Linked DNA regions of Mus musculus: region 1 is linked to region 2. The links are chromatin contacts, called in public promoter capture Hi-C maps. All regions are on one chromosome and are shown on one strand. The core of a region is the stretch at or near the end of the contact, and the rest is flanking DNA. Distances in the headings are between cores, read along the strand shown. Region 1 has its middle 15 kb from the start of Gm41432. Region 2 holds the start of Cyp2ab1 (cytochrome P450, family 2, subfamily ab, polypeptide 1).

Region 1 (6,158 bases), core at 1,108-3,607, 120 kb before region 2:
GCGACCAGTGGAGCCTTGGCTTACCTAAGGCAGCTCATGGGAGACATGGTCCCGTAGAAAAAGATGTTCAAAGTAGTAAGGCCAGCCCCAGGAGGGGGCTCCCCTTCACATGGAGCGTTTGTGTTTCTCCACGCCAAGCAGATGCCATCTCAAATGTCCTTTCTCCGACTTTGTGCTCTTTTCTTAGCATGAATACGAAGCATAGATCAATCCGAATTGCAACACAGACACTGTTAACAATAACATAGGATTATGCTAACACTGTTAAGTGCTTAGTGATGAATGAGGCACATGCCAGGCTGTGACAAAAGGCACAAAGAGGCTTTGTTCTGGAATATTATTAATTTCTGAATCTTAAATTAGGGAATCTGGATTTTTGGACACTAATCTGTATCATAATTCTTTCTAATAGGCTTTGGTGCCTCCTCTCCCACCCCTCCCCCACTTTCACATGCCTAATAAATTAGATAAAAATGAGATTCTCAGGCCAAGATTTTTTTTTTCTTTTCTTTTTGCGAGTGCACTGAACTTTATTGATGACATTCAAAAAAGTGGGGCATCCTAAGGCCACCTCCTTCTTCTGGGGTCTGAGTTGGGACAGTGACTCCTCAGTAGCTGAGGGCCTCAGTTTTCTTCTGGTGTTCTTGAGTGTGGGGTTGGTTATTGGAGGGAACAATAGGCATTTCACCAGAGCTGAAGGCATCCATGGTGACTAGTCATCTCACACAGCCAAATCTGCTCACCTGTGCTGTGGGAGATGATGTAGCTGTCTTTGGAGTAGGAGGGGACAGAGACCCACCCTTAAACTTTTTTTTTTTTAGATTTATTTATGTTATATGTGGGTACAGTTGCTGTCTTCAGACACACCAGAAGAGGGCATCGGATCCCTATAATAGATGGTTGTGAGCCACCATGTGGTTGTTGGGAATTGAACTCAGGACCTCTGGAAGAGCAGTCAGTGCTCTTAACCACTGAGCCATTTCTCTAGCCCCACAATTGGTTTTTGATTAATCAATAAAGAGTCAATGGTCAATGACTGGGCAGGGTGAAGGAGGCATAAGAAGATTCTTGGGCAAGAAACGCAGGGGAAAGGAAGAAAGAATTAAAGAAAAAATAAAGAGGAAAAAAAAATTTTTTTTTTTAAAAAGGAAGAAGGAATTCGACCATGAGAGGGGCATAGAACTGACCATGCCATGAAAGAGAGGAGGGTGAGGTGACTGAAATATAGGTACAAGGGGAAAGCGGCCTCATGGGAGGCCTGCCTAGAAGGAAGGAGAACAGCAAAGATAAAATATAGATTTAGAAAGTGTTAACTCATGAATATCGGAGGGGAGTGTGTGCTAGCCACAGGCAGGTTCAGGCCCAACCATTGAGCTAGTAAGGCATATTAAAAATATCACTGCCTGCACGCTTGTGTGTGTGTGTGTGCGCGAGTGTCTTTCATTTGTGAATGCAGAGATCTTGGGTGGGTGCAGAGGGTCCATGACCCAGAAGCTCAGTGCAGATTAACAATTCATGGATACAGTCCATTATCAGCATGGTGGGAAGCATGGCAGGCGGCATGTAGATGTGGTGCTGGAGAAGCAGCTGAGAGTTCTACATCAGATCAGCAGGCGGTAGTGAGAGAGGGAGAGGGACTTACTTTGGGCTTTCAGAATCTCAATGTTTACCTCCAGGGACACTTCCTCCAACAAAGGCACACCTATTAGTGCCAAGCCTTGGTGTTCATTAAGCATTCAAATCTATGACCCCATGGGGGGGGGTATTTTTATTCAAACCACCACAGTATCTAAGACTTTTTTAAAAATCACTTTTATATCTTTATAAAATAAAACATAAAAATTCCTGCTCTTTAAAAGTTCCAGTAGTATTTAAGGAATGACAGGCTTTGGAGCTTCTGTTTGTCTCTCTAGAGAAGGTTTATCTGATGGGTATTTGCTGAGTACTAGGTACTGTTCTAGAATTGGAGGTCTGTCATTAAAGATTCAACTTCTGGAGCGTGCATCCAGCTCCGTGACCCTGCAGAGAAAATCATAACCGCGGCCTCCGAGTGCACAAAAGTGATTTGGTTCTTGTGGTTGGTGACTACAGTCATGTTCATTGCTGCTAGAGGAGTGCTGGAAACACTGGCTCTCTCTTGTTCCAGGAAGCTTCTATGGTGTATTTGAAGGATGACAAAACATTTCCTTCATGCCCAGTACCATGTTTTCTCCTTCCAAGGAGATCTCAATTCCCCAGCCTTCTCAGGTGCTCCTGAGTCTTCGCTGTCTGCTTGGGTGCCTCAGCACCAGATTCTGGGTCCTTAACCAAGGTTCACTCACTGTTGCCAACTTGCTGACTGACCTCTCACACAAAACTGTCTGCTGTTCTATTTTAAGGAGTATCCCGAGTAGGTGCAAGGGCCAGGGCAAGTGCACAGTTCCCACTCATCAAAGGGCAATGACAAGATCTGCAGGTGGCAGACACCACCAGAGTCAGCTTCCTATTCTTGATGCAGCTTTGACTGAAGACAGCTAGACCTGTTCATTCATTGTCAGGTCTGGTCTTTCTTAGACCATTCCAGCTTTGGTTTCTGTCTTTCTCACAGCATTCTCCCTTCTATTTTCCCCACCAATCTTCAAAACATTATAAGCTATCCAATATAAACTCTCTTTTAAAAACATTTTTATTGAATTTATTTCTTTATTATGTGTGTGTGTATGTGTGTGTACACACCCAAGTGGTATAGTGCTCATGTGTAGAAAAGAGAACAACTTACACATATGAGTTATCTCCTTCCTTCCAGCATGGAGGTCCTGGACATTAAACTCAAGTTGGATTTTAGGCTTGGTAGTGATTTTTGTCTATCTGTCTGTCTGTCTGTCTGTCTATCTATCTATCTTCTGTCCACCTATAATTTTACTATTATTATTGTTGCTGTTGTTTTGACACAGGGTTTCTCTGTGTAACCTTGGTTGTTCTGGAATTCACTCTGTAAACCAGGCTGGCCTTGAACTCAGAGATTTGCCTCTTTTTTTCCCCAAGTGCTGGGATTAAAGGTGTGTGTCACCATACCCATCTTTACCCTCTACATTAATTACTTTTCTACTGCTGTAGCAAAACACTATGGCCAAGGAAACTTATAAAAAAGTATTTGACTTGGGGCTTAAAGCTTTAGAGGATTAGAGCCTGTGAAGGCAGAGCAAAGGCACGGCAGCAAGACAGCTGAGAGCTCACATCTGATCAGCAAGCAGGAGGTAGAGATGGGCTCTGTGGAAGTCTTTTGAAACCCAAAAGCCCATCCCTAGTGACACATGTCCTAAACAGTTCCACCAACTGAGTATTCAAATGTATTAGCCTGTGGGAACCACTCATGTACACCACCACTCCCTCTAAGTCATCTCACCCAGCCTCTAAACTCTGCTCTTTTCTAAAAAAAAAAAAAAAAAAAATCAAATCTTAGACCCTAATAACTACATGGTGTTCTCTCTCTCTCTCTTTCTATCTTTCTTTCTTGATTTATTTATTTAATTTATTTATATGAGTACACTGTAGCTATCTTCAGACACACCAGAAGAGGGCATCAGATCCCATTACAAATAGTTGTGAGCCATTATGTGGTTGCTGGGAATTGAACTCAGGACCTCTAGAAAAGCAGTAAGTGCTCTTAACAGCAGAATTATCTCTCCAGCACATGATTTCTTTCTTGATTCTTTCAGTCCTAATATAGCTTCTTGATGAGGAGATCCTGAATTCATAGGTTCTTGGATGTCATACTGACGTAGCCACATTCATCTGGGCTCCACCTTACAAATGGATTGTATGAGATCTAGAGAAACCATGACATGAGAGAAACATGATGTTGGATCTCCTTTTCCTCATCCCTGCAGTTTTATACCCTGCCCTCCAACCCCCATCCCTCACCTCAGGCCATCACTTCATTATTGAAATGTCACTTACAAAACCTCTACTCTTCCCTGTGCTCTCAGGAGACCTTGAACTTGTGTTCTAGTTTGACATCTGCTGCTGTGACAAATACTATGACCAAAGCAACTTGGCTGTATTTGGCTTACACTTCCAGGTCATAACACATCACTGGGAGACCTCAGAGCTGGAACCTGCAGGCAGGAATCTGGGAGGAGCATTGCTTGCTGGCACTCTCACTGACTTCATCATATAGCTCAGGACCACTCTCCCAGGGATGGTGCCATCCACATTGAGTTGGACCCTGATACATTAATCAATAATCAAGACAGTCCCTCTCAGATGTGTCCAACAGACCAACCTGATAAAGACAATTACTCAATTAAGACCTTTTCCCCCTAGGTGATTTTAGGCTATGTCAAGGTGATAGAGCTAACTGGGCCACCTAGATACAACAATTTAAATATCCGTGTTCATGACCTTGATTTATGTCATATTTTCCTTGTGTTCCAGCTTTTTAATCCTCAACAGGTTGAATTATCAGAAAGTTTCTATTTCTTTTGTTGGTCTTACTGCCTGAATTTGTCTTAACTTAGGGATATGTCCTTCCTAGCTGTAGCTGTCAACAGACTAGAGTCATCTGAAAAGAAAAAAAGCCTCAGTTGAAATTATTACCTTGATCAGATTGACTTAAGGACATGTCTATGAGAGGTTTGTTGATTTTTAATTGATATAGGAGGGTCTAGCCTGATATTGGCAGTACCACCTCTGGACAGTATAAGAAAGCTAGAGAAACATGAGCCTGCATGTAAACATATCTTTTAGTTACCAGATATAAATGTCTTAGAGACTTACTGCTGAATAAACACTGCCTTTCTGTTGGGAACAAAAAAATAAAGGGGGGGGGGCTGGGGAAGAAGAGGGAAGAAATAGCCCATGTCTGGCCAGAGTTCCTGTGCTCTGGGCAGGCAGACATGGGGAGAGCTGCCAGACACTTTCCATTTGGCCCCGGGTGGGCATCTAAGCCTCTGACCCCACTCAGCACGGAGTGGACAAAGGGCAGTCCCTGACCGGGGACCCGAGGTGACACCCTGTCACCCCGGGGTTATAGGAGAGAGGGATGAGGGAAGAGATTCCCAACACTGACCAGAGTGTGCAGCGGATATTGATGGAGCAGAGACTCTTTATGGTTTAAGAGCTTTATTATAGAAAGGCAGGGAGAAAGAGAGAAGGTAGAAGGGAGAGAGAGAGAGAGAGAGAGCTAGAGAGAAAGTGTAAAAGGGAGAGAGGAGAGAAGACAGAGAAAGGAAGAAGGGAGAAGACAAAGAGAGGGGAGAGAGAGGGTGAGAGTGAGGAGTGAGAAGTAAGAGAGTTAGAAGTAAGAGGTAAGAGAGCAAGGTGGGGTCCTAACAGGCCCTTTTATGGTCTTTACTGTTGCTAGGTAACTGGGGAGGAGTTTAGCCTGAAGGTCAGAAGCCTGGGCCATTGTCTATGTGACTACTGATCATGCTTCTCTTTTGGGGGCTATGGGAGGTGGTAACTTAGGCAGAGGCCAGAGTTCCAGGAGCATGAGGGAACCCCTACCGTGTCACGTAGGTGAATTATGACCATCGGGGTTCAGCTGTACTGGAGACCAGCCTGCAATTCCCCACACCTTTCTAGCTCTTTCTGATCTCTGGCTGGCTGATTCAACTTAGCTGTTTTGGCTCAAACTCCTCTCCAAGCTACTGATTCAATCTGGCTTCTCTTGTCTTCTCACTGAATTGCTCTGCTTAGCTTCGAACTAACTCTGGCAATTTGTTCTAATCGTCTGGATCCTTCTTTTTTTTTTGTTGTTTTTGTTTTTTTGAGACAGGGTTTCTCTGTGTAGCCCTGGCTGTCCTGGAACTCACTCTGTAGACCAGGCTGGCCTCGAACTCAGAAATTCTCCTGCCTCTGCCTCCCGAGTGCTGGGATTAAAGCGTCTGGATCCTTCTTATTCTTTAGCTTCACTTGCCTCTGTTGACCTGCACTGCATGAACATCACAGACTGAACAGAACTCACAAAGGAACTCAATTGCTTCCCATGCTCTGACTGACTATCTCTCCCTGCACTGCTCTTTTTTTTTTTTTTTTTTCGAGACAGGGTTTCTCTGTATAGCTCTGGCTGTCCTGGAGCTCACTTTGTAGACCAGAAATCCGCCTGCCTCTGCCTTCCGAGTGCTGGGATTAAAGGCGTGCGCCACCCGGCCCTGCACTGCTCTTAAGTAGCCTCT
Region 2 (6,074 bases), core at 2,950-5,449:
TGGGATGTTGGACAAAAACCTCAGCAGGATGCCTGAGTAGAATCTCAGGCATGAGGGACAAGGTAGAAGAAATGAATATGACAGTCAAAGGAAACACTGAACCTAAAAAATCCAGGAAATCGGGGACAATGAATTGCCAAATTTATGAATAATAGTAATAAAGGAAATAACATTAAAAAAAAAAACAGACCCTTTAGAATAACAGTGACTAGCCGGGCGGTGGTGGCACACACCTTTAATCCCAGCACTCAAGAGGCAGAGGCAGGTAGATTCCTGAGTTCAAGGCCAGCCTGGTCTACAGAGAGTGTTCCAGAACAGCCAGAGCTACACAGAGAAACCCTGTCTCAAAACAACAACAACAAAAAATAACAGTGACTAAAAGCCAGAAGGACCTGGACAGATATTCTGCAAGCTCTAATAAGAGACTGCAGATGCCAGCCCAGACTACTCTACCCAGAAAAGCTTTCAATCATAATACTGGATTAAATAAAAGTTATGATAGTACCAAATTTAACTGTCTGTCTGTCTATCTCTATCTATCTATCTATTAGCCAATCCAGCTCTACATAGGTGGTAGAAGGACAATGTCAACCTGAAGAGGTTAGCTATATCCAAGAAAACATAAGTAGTAAACAATTCCAGACCAGCAAATAAGAGGGGGAGGAAGGACACACACCACAACAAAATACCAAGAATCAAACTCTCAGCCACCATTTTCAACCTCAAAGGTATCAATTCCCAATACAAAGACACAAACTAACAGTTTGGATTAGAAAACAGGATCCAGCTCTCATTCTTAGCACCATCTTCCTTGAAACTCCTGCGCCATGAGAGCGAAGTGGTGGAAGAAGAGAATTCGCTGGCTGAAGCGCATGAGAAGAGGAGGCAGAGGAAGCAGAAGTCCAAGTAAGCCGGCCTGTGCACCCACAAAGCCAGCAGGAGCAGAAGTGAGGGATGCTGAAGGCCAGGACACTGGAGCAAGCTGCTGGACTGTGTGCTGCTGTCGATAGTAAGTCTCGGTGAACCTGGACCGTCACCTCACTGAGATCCCCTGGGAAAAAGACTGCCTTTCTTACAACCAAAACAGTCCCACTGGCCCTCTGCCCTGGACCTTTGGCATGCTGGACTAGTTCTATTCTCTCTTGTGGCCAAGTGTAACTCGTGTACAATAATCCTCTTGCTGTCAGCTGACCAAAGAAAGAAAGAAAGAAAGGAAGGAAGGAAGGAAGGAAGGAAGGAAGGAAAGAAAGAAAAAGGAAAAGAAAAAGAAAACAGGATCCATTCTTCTACTGCATCCAAGAAACATTTCTTCCCACTAAGTATAGACATCATCACCTCAGGGAAAAACATATTCCAAGTAAATGGACCTAAGAAGCAAGTGGGTGTGGCTACCTTAATATCTGACCAAATAGGCTTCAAGCCAAAAATAAGAGATAGGGAAGGACACTACTTAACTCCTCAAAGGAAAAGATGACCACTAGAATATTGCAATTTTTACCACCTATTCAAGAAACACAAGAGCACTCAAGTTAATAAAAGAAACACTACAACTACAGCTATTAACCATCACATAGTGATAGTGGGCAATTTCAAAACTCCACTCTCTACAATAGGCAGGTATTCAGAGAAAACTAAGCAGAGAAATGCTGTAGTTAAATGACGACATAATGAAATGGTCCTAGTAGATATTTGCAGAACATTTCACCCAAACTAAAGAATATACCTTCTCAGCAGTTTATGGAACTTTCTCCAAAATTGACCACATATTCAGGCACAAAGCAAGTCTCAATGGATACAAGAAAATTCAAATAACATCATGCATTTTATCTGAATACCACAATTAAAGCTGAATATCAACAACAGAAAGCAAACACACTCATGGAAACTGAACAGTGTACTACTGAGTGAAAAATTGGTCAAGACAGAAATTAAGAAATTTTAAAAGTTTAAGAATTGGATTACCAGGCGTGGTGGCACACGCCTTTAATCCCAGCACTCTGGAGTTAGAGGCAGGTGGATTTCTGAGTTCGAGGCCAGCCTGGTCTACAGAGTGAGTTCCAGGACAGCCAGGGCTACACAGAGAAACCCTGCCTCGAAAAAACAAACAAACAAAAGAATTGGATGAAAATTAAAATACAACATAACCGCCGGGCACTGGTGGCACACACCTTTAATCCCAGCACTCAGGAGGCAGAGGCAGGTGGATTTCTGAGTTTGAGGCCAGCCTGGTCTACAGAGTGAGTTCCAGGACAGCCAGGGCTATACAGAGAAACTCTGTCTCAAAAAACAGAACAAAACAAAACAAAAAACACAACATAACCAAACCTATGGGACTCAATGTAAGCACTAAGTGCTGAGAGAGAGAGAGAGAGATTATATCAGCAACTCAATAGGACACCTGAAGGCTTTAGAACACAAATCACACCCAAAGGAAGTAATCAAGCTTGGCTGAAGAAAAAACAAAAATAATACAAAGAATCAATGAAAGGAAGAATTGGTCCCTTGAGAAAGTAAGATTGATACACCTTTACCCAAATTTACTAAACGATGGAGAGAGAAGATCCAAATTAATACAATTAGAAATAAAAACAGGGACATAACAGACAATGAAGGAATCCATATAACCATAAAGGCATACTTTAAAAATATGTATTCCATCAAATTGGAAAACCTGAAAGAAATGGATAAAATTTTTGATGTATACCACCTACCAATGTTATACCAATATTAAATCACTATTACATAAGCAATTTGAACAGACTGATAACTCCTAGTGAAACAGAAGCAGTACTTAAAAGTCCCTCCACCAAAAACCACCCAGGTGCAGATAGACTTAGCACAGAATTCTACCAGACATTCAAAGAATAATTAAGGGCAACAGTCTTCAAAGTATTCTACAAAATAGAAGCAGGAGCTTTGGCTAATTCATTTTATGAGACCACAGTTATCCTGATACTGCACAAAGACCCAACAAAGAAAAAAAAAAATACAGGCCAAATTCCTTTGTGAACATAGATGCAAATCTTCTCAATAAAATACTTGCAAACTGAATATAAGAACACATGCAAAAAAAAAATCCACCATGATCAAATAGGCTTCATTCTAGAGAATGGTTCTACATAAACTGTAAAATGTAATCCACCACATAAACAGACTGAAAGACATGAACCACAGGTGCATCTCATTAGATGAAGAGAAGGCCTGGAGAGACTGGGGCTACAAGGGATACACCTCAACATGATAAAGGCACTTTACAGCAAGCCCACAGGCAATATTAACCCCAGCAAAGAGAAACTCAAAGCAATTACACTAAAACCAGGAACAACACAAGGATGGCCACTCTCTCCATCCCCGGTCAATATAATGCTTGAAGTCTTAGCTAGAGCAGTAAGACAACTGAAGGAGATCAAAGGGATACAGACAGGAAGGGAAGAAGCCAATGTATCTTTTATGTTTATACATAAATGACACTAAAATCTATACCAATAAACTTTGACTGCTCATAACCACTTTCAGCAAAGTAGCAGGATACAAAATTAACACCAAAAATCAGTAGTTTTCCTATATACAAATGACAAATCAGGGAAATACCACCTTCCACAATAACCTCATTGTGTGTGTGTGTGTGTGTGTGTGTGTGTGTGTGTGTGTGTGTGTGTGTGTGTGTTGGGGTAACTCTAGTCAAACAAGAACAACATTAGGGAAGGTCACCCCAACACAAGCAAATGACTTGCATTATAAAATTTTTAAGACATTGAAGAAGATACCAGAAAATGGAAAGATCTCCCATGCTCATGGATCAGATCAGAAAAAAAATGGCATCCTACCAACAGCAATTCAGTGCAATTCCCATCAAAAGTCCAACACAATCCTTTACAGAAATTGAAAGGACAATTTTCACCTCAGTGCTCAGAGAACTCTATGGAAGAGGTGGCAGAACGATTGTAAGAGCCAATAAGGATAAAGGACACCAAAGAAACGATGTCTTCTAGATATAATAGGACAGATGGACTTACAGAGCCTAGCAGCATGCACAGGGCGTGTCCTGAAACCCAGGCAGAGTTCCAGTCCTGAAAAGGGAAGTGAGCATAAACCCAGAGGCCAATTGTCACTTGTTTACAAAGGAATAATGAATTTTCTCGAACAGTATATCAAGGGTTATACAAACCACACCTAAAGGCAGGCACCATGCCCAGCAGTAGATGACCAAAACAAAACAAAGTCAGTGGTATTTTTGGAGAGTTTTTGTCTGGATAGTACTAGAGAACAAAGGTACGAAATGCTTTGTCTGGAGCTACCTACCTTCCTTTCTTCTTCCCTCCCTCCCTCTCCCTCCCTCCCTCTTCCTCCCTCTTTCTCTTCCTTTCTTACTTTTTAACCTTAGAGATCTTATATTATGTTTTCTGATTTTGTGTTTTTATGGGATTTGTGTGTGTGTGTGTGTGTCTGTATGTGTTTCTTGTTATTTTTCTTTGGCTATTTTCCCCCATTTGCCTATTTTGTCCTGTTCTAGGTTTGCTGTTGTTTTTTATTTGTTGAGGAAGAAAGGATGTGGAGTTGGGTGGCTGTGGAGATGGGGAGGATCTGGGAGGAGCTGAAGAAGGGGGACTCCATGATCAGAATACACTGTATGAAAAAACATGTTTTTTAATAAAAATTAAAAGTATAAAAATTATATATATATTACAGTTTTGAAAATTTGAGGACTTGCCTCTATGGCTTAAAATTTAAAAATTCAATGTTTCAGTAAGTTGCAGGGGTGCCTCCCTCTAGAACCAGCACTTGGGAGTCTGAGGCAAGAGCATCGCAAGCTCCATGCCAGAGTGAGCTACATAGAGCCTGTCTCAAGGGAGGGAAATCAAAACTGTCACCTCTCTGTCTCTTTCTCTCTGTCTCTCTCTGTCTCCTCGCCCCCGCTTCGTGTTACGCGGTGCAGGTGTAGCTCTTCTCTGCTGTTACAGAAGAGCTGCTGGGCAGCACTGTCAAACCAAAACCACTGCCTCTATGCACTGTGTTCATTTTCCAGAGAGGGACGCAACAGCAGAGGGGACATCTACACCAATCTCCCTGCTGCCCTTGCTGCTACAGTTTACACCAACTTTCTTCTGATTTGTTCTCTCATCTCTCAGTTCCCCTCCTACATTGCTTCTTTTGCTTCATGCCACAAAAGAAAGTACTCTCCTGGCTACTAAATATGTCCTTTTTCTCTCCCTTTTCTCTCCGGGAACTGGACAAGGGCCCTTAGATGTGACTGGCTTCTCTTAGCACTGTTCCTCACTAGCTGCCAAGGGACCCCACTAGGCATGTCTCACATACCAGGCACCTCAACAGCAGTCTTTGGTTTATAGTGCCACTGCCCTCATCTTCATGGCTAGCCGCCCTAGCTCACCTCCAACTCTCCTGTCCCTTGTTTCAGAAGGAAGGGTGTGGGTGGTGTGTGTATGTGTTACTAACTCGTGCGTGCCAGTTGCATCACTGAGCTAACCCACAGCACCCCTCTCCAGATTCAGTCACTTGCACTCCTTCCCTCACCCCGCCCTGAAAAGGAAGGCCCCTCCTTTCCTTTTCCATTACTGTTACAGTCTCAGTGTCCTGAACCGTCAGATAAACTGGAAAAAAAAAGTGAGAAAATAAGAAAGTAGCTACTGACCAGTCAGTATGCCCAGTTGGATTTTGTTGGTTAATGAAGTGGTTTTTCCTCCTCCTCCTCCTCCTCCTCCTCCTCCTCTTCCTCCTCCTCCTCCTCTTCCTCCTCCTCCTCCTCCTCCTCCTCCTCTTCCTCCTCCTCCTCCTCCTCCTCCTCCTCCTCCTCCTCCTCCTCCTCCTTTGCTTGTTTGTTTTCCTGTTTTTGAGGCAGGGCTCCTCTGTGTAGTCTTGGCTGGCCAGGAGTCTGCTAGGTAGACCAGGCTGACGTTGAACTCATAGAGACTGGCCCAGTATCATCCAGATAGACCTATGGACACATATTACTTAGGGTGAATATACTAATTTTGTTTAGAACAGTTGGTTTCAAGGTTTGGGGATGGGTTCTGGCCCATCTTAGTGGCCTTGACAGGATCAAGCAGGCATGCCCT

What was found. Promoter capture Hi-C pulls out the DNA fragments that hold promoters and counts their contacts.
Region 1: a contact with region 2 is called in a promoter capture Hi-C map of 3T3-L1-derived adipocytes, with 2.0 times the contacts expected there. The contact joins the enhancer-like site here to the promoter of Cyp2ab1 in region 2. A contact is called at or near these places in 5 of 39 promoter capture datasets (3T3-L1-derived adipocytes, the HPC-7 cell line, embryonic stem cells and 2 more), 2 of 484 Hi-C or Micro-C datasets (nephron progenitors and pre-pro-B cells), 5 of 115 datasets of contacts at active chromatin or transcription factors (embryonic stem cells and pancreatic cancer cells) and 3 of 9 other capture datasets (adipose tissue, liver and pancreatic islet).

The regions. Positions count from the first base shown.
Region 1 is chr16:20,439,275-20,445,432 of GRCm38.p6, reverse strand. No RefSeq gene overlaps it. Among named protein-coding and RNA genes, the nearest start is that of Gm41432, 15 kb to the left of the region's middle. Within about 2 kb of position 2,357, at least 10 of the 459 cell types and tissues checked have an H3K27ac peak or open chromatin away from gene starts, as enhancers often do. A contact at or near this core is called in 3T3-L1-derived adipocytes, where this site is marked.
Region 2 is chr16:20,323,529-20,329,602 of GRCm38.p6, reverse strand. It overlaps Cyp2ab1 (cytochrome P450, family 2, subfamily ab, polypeptide 1), which reads left to right and starts at 4,199. Exons shown (of 9, transcript NM_183158.3): 1 at 4,199-4,272.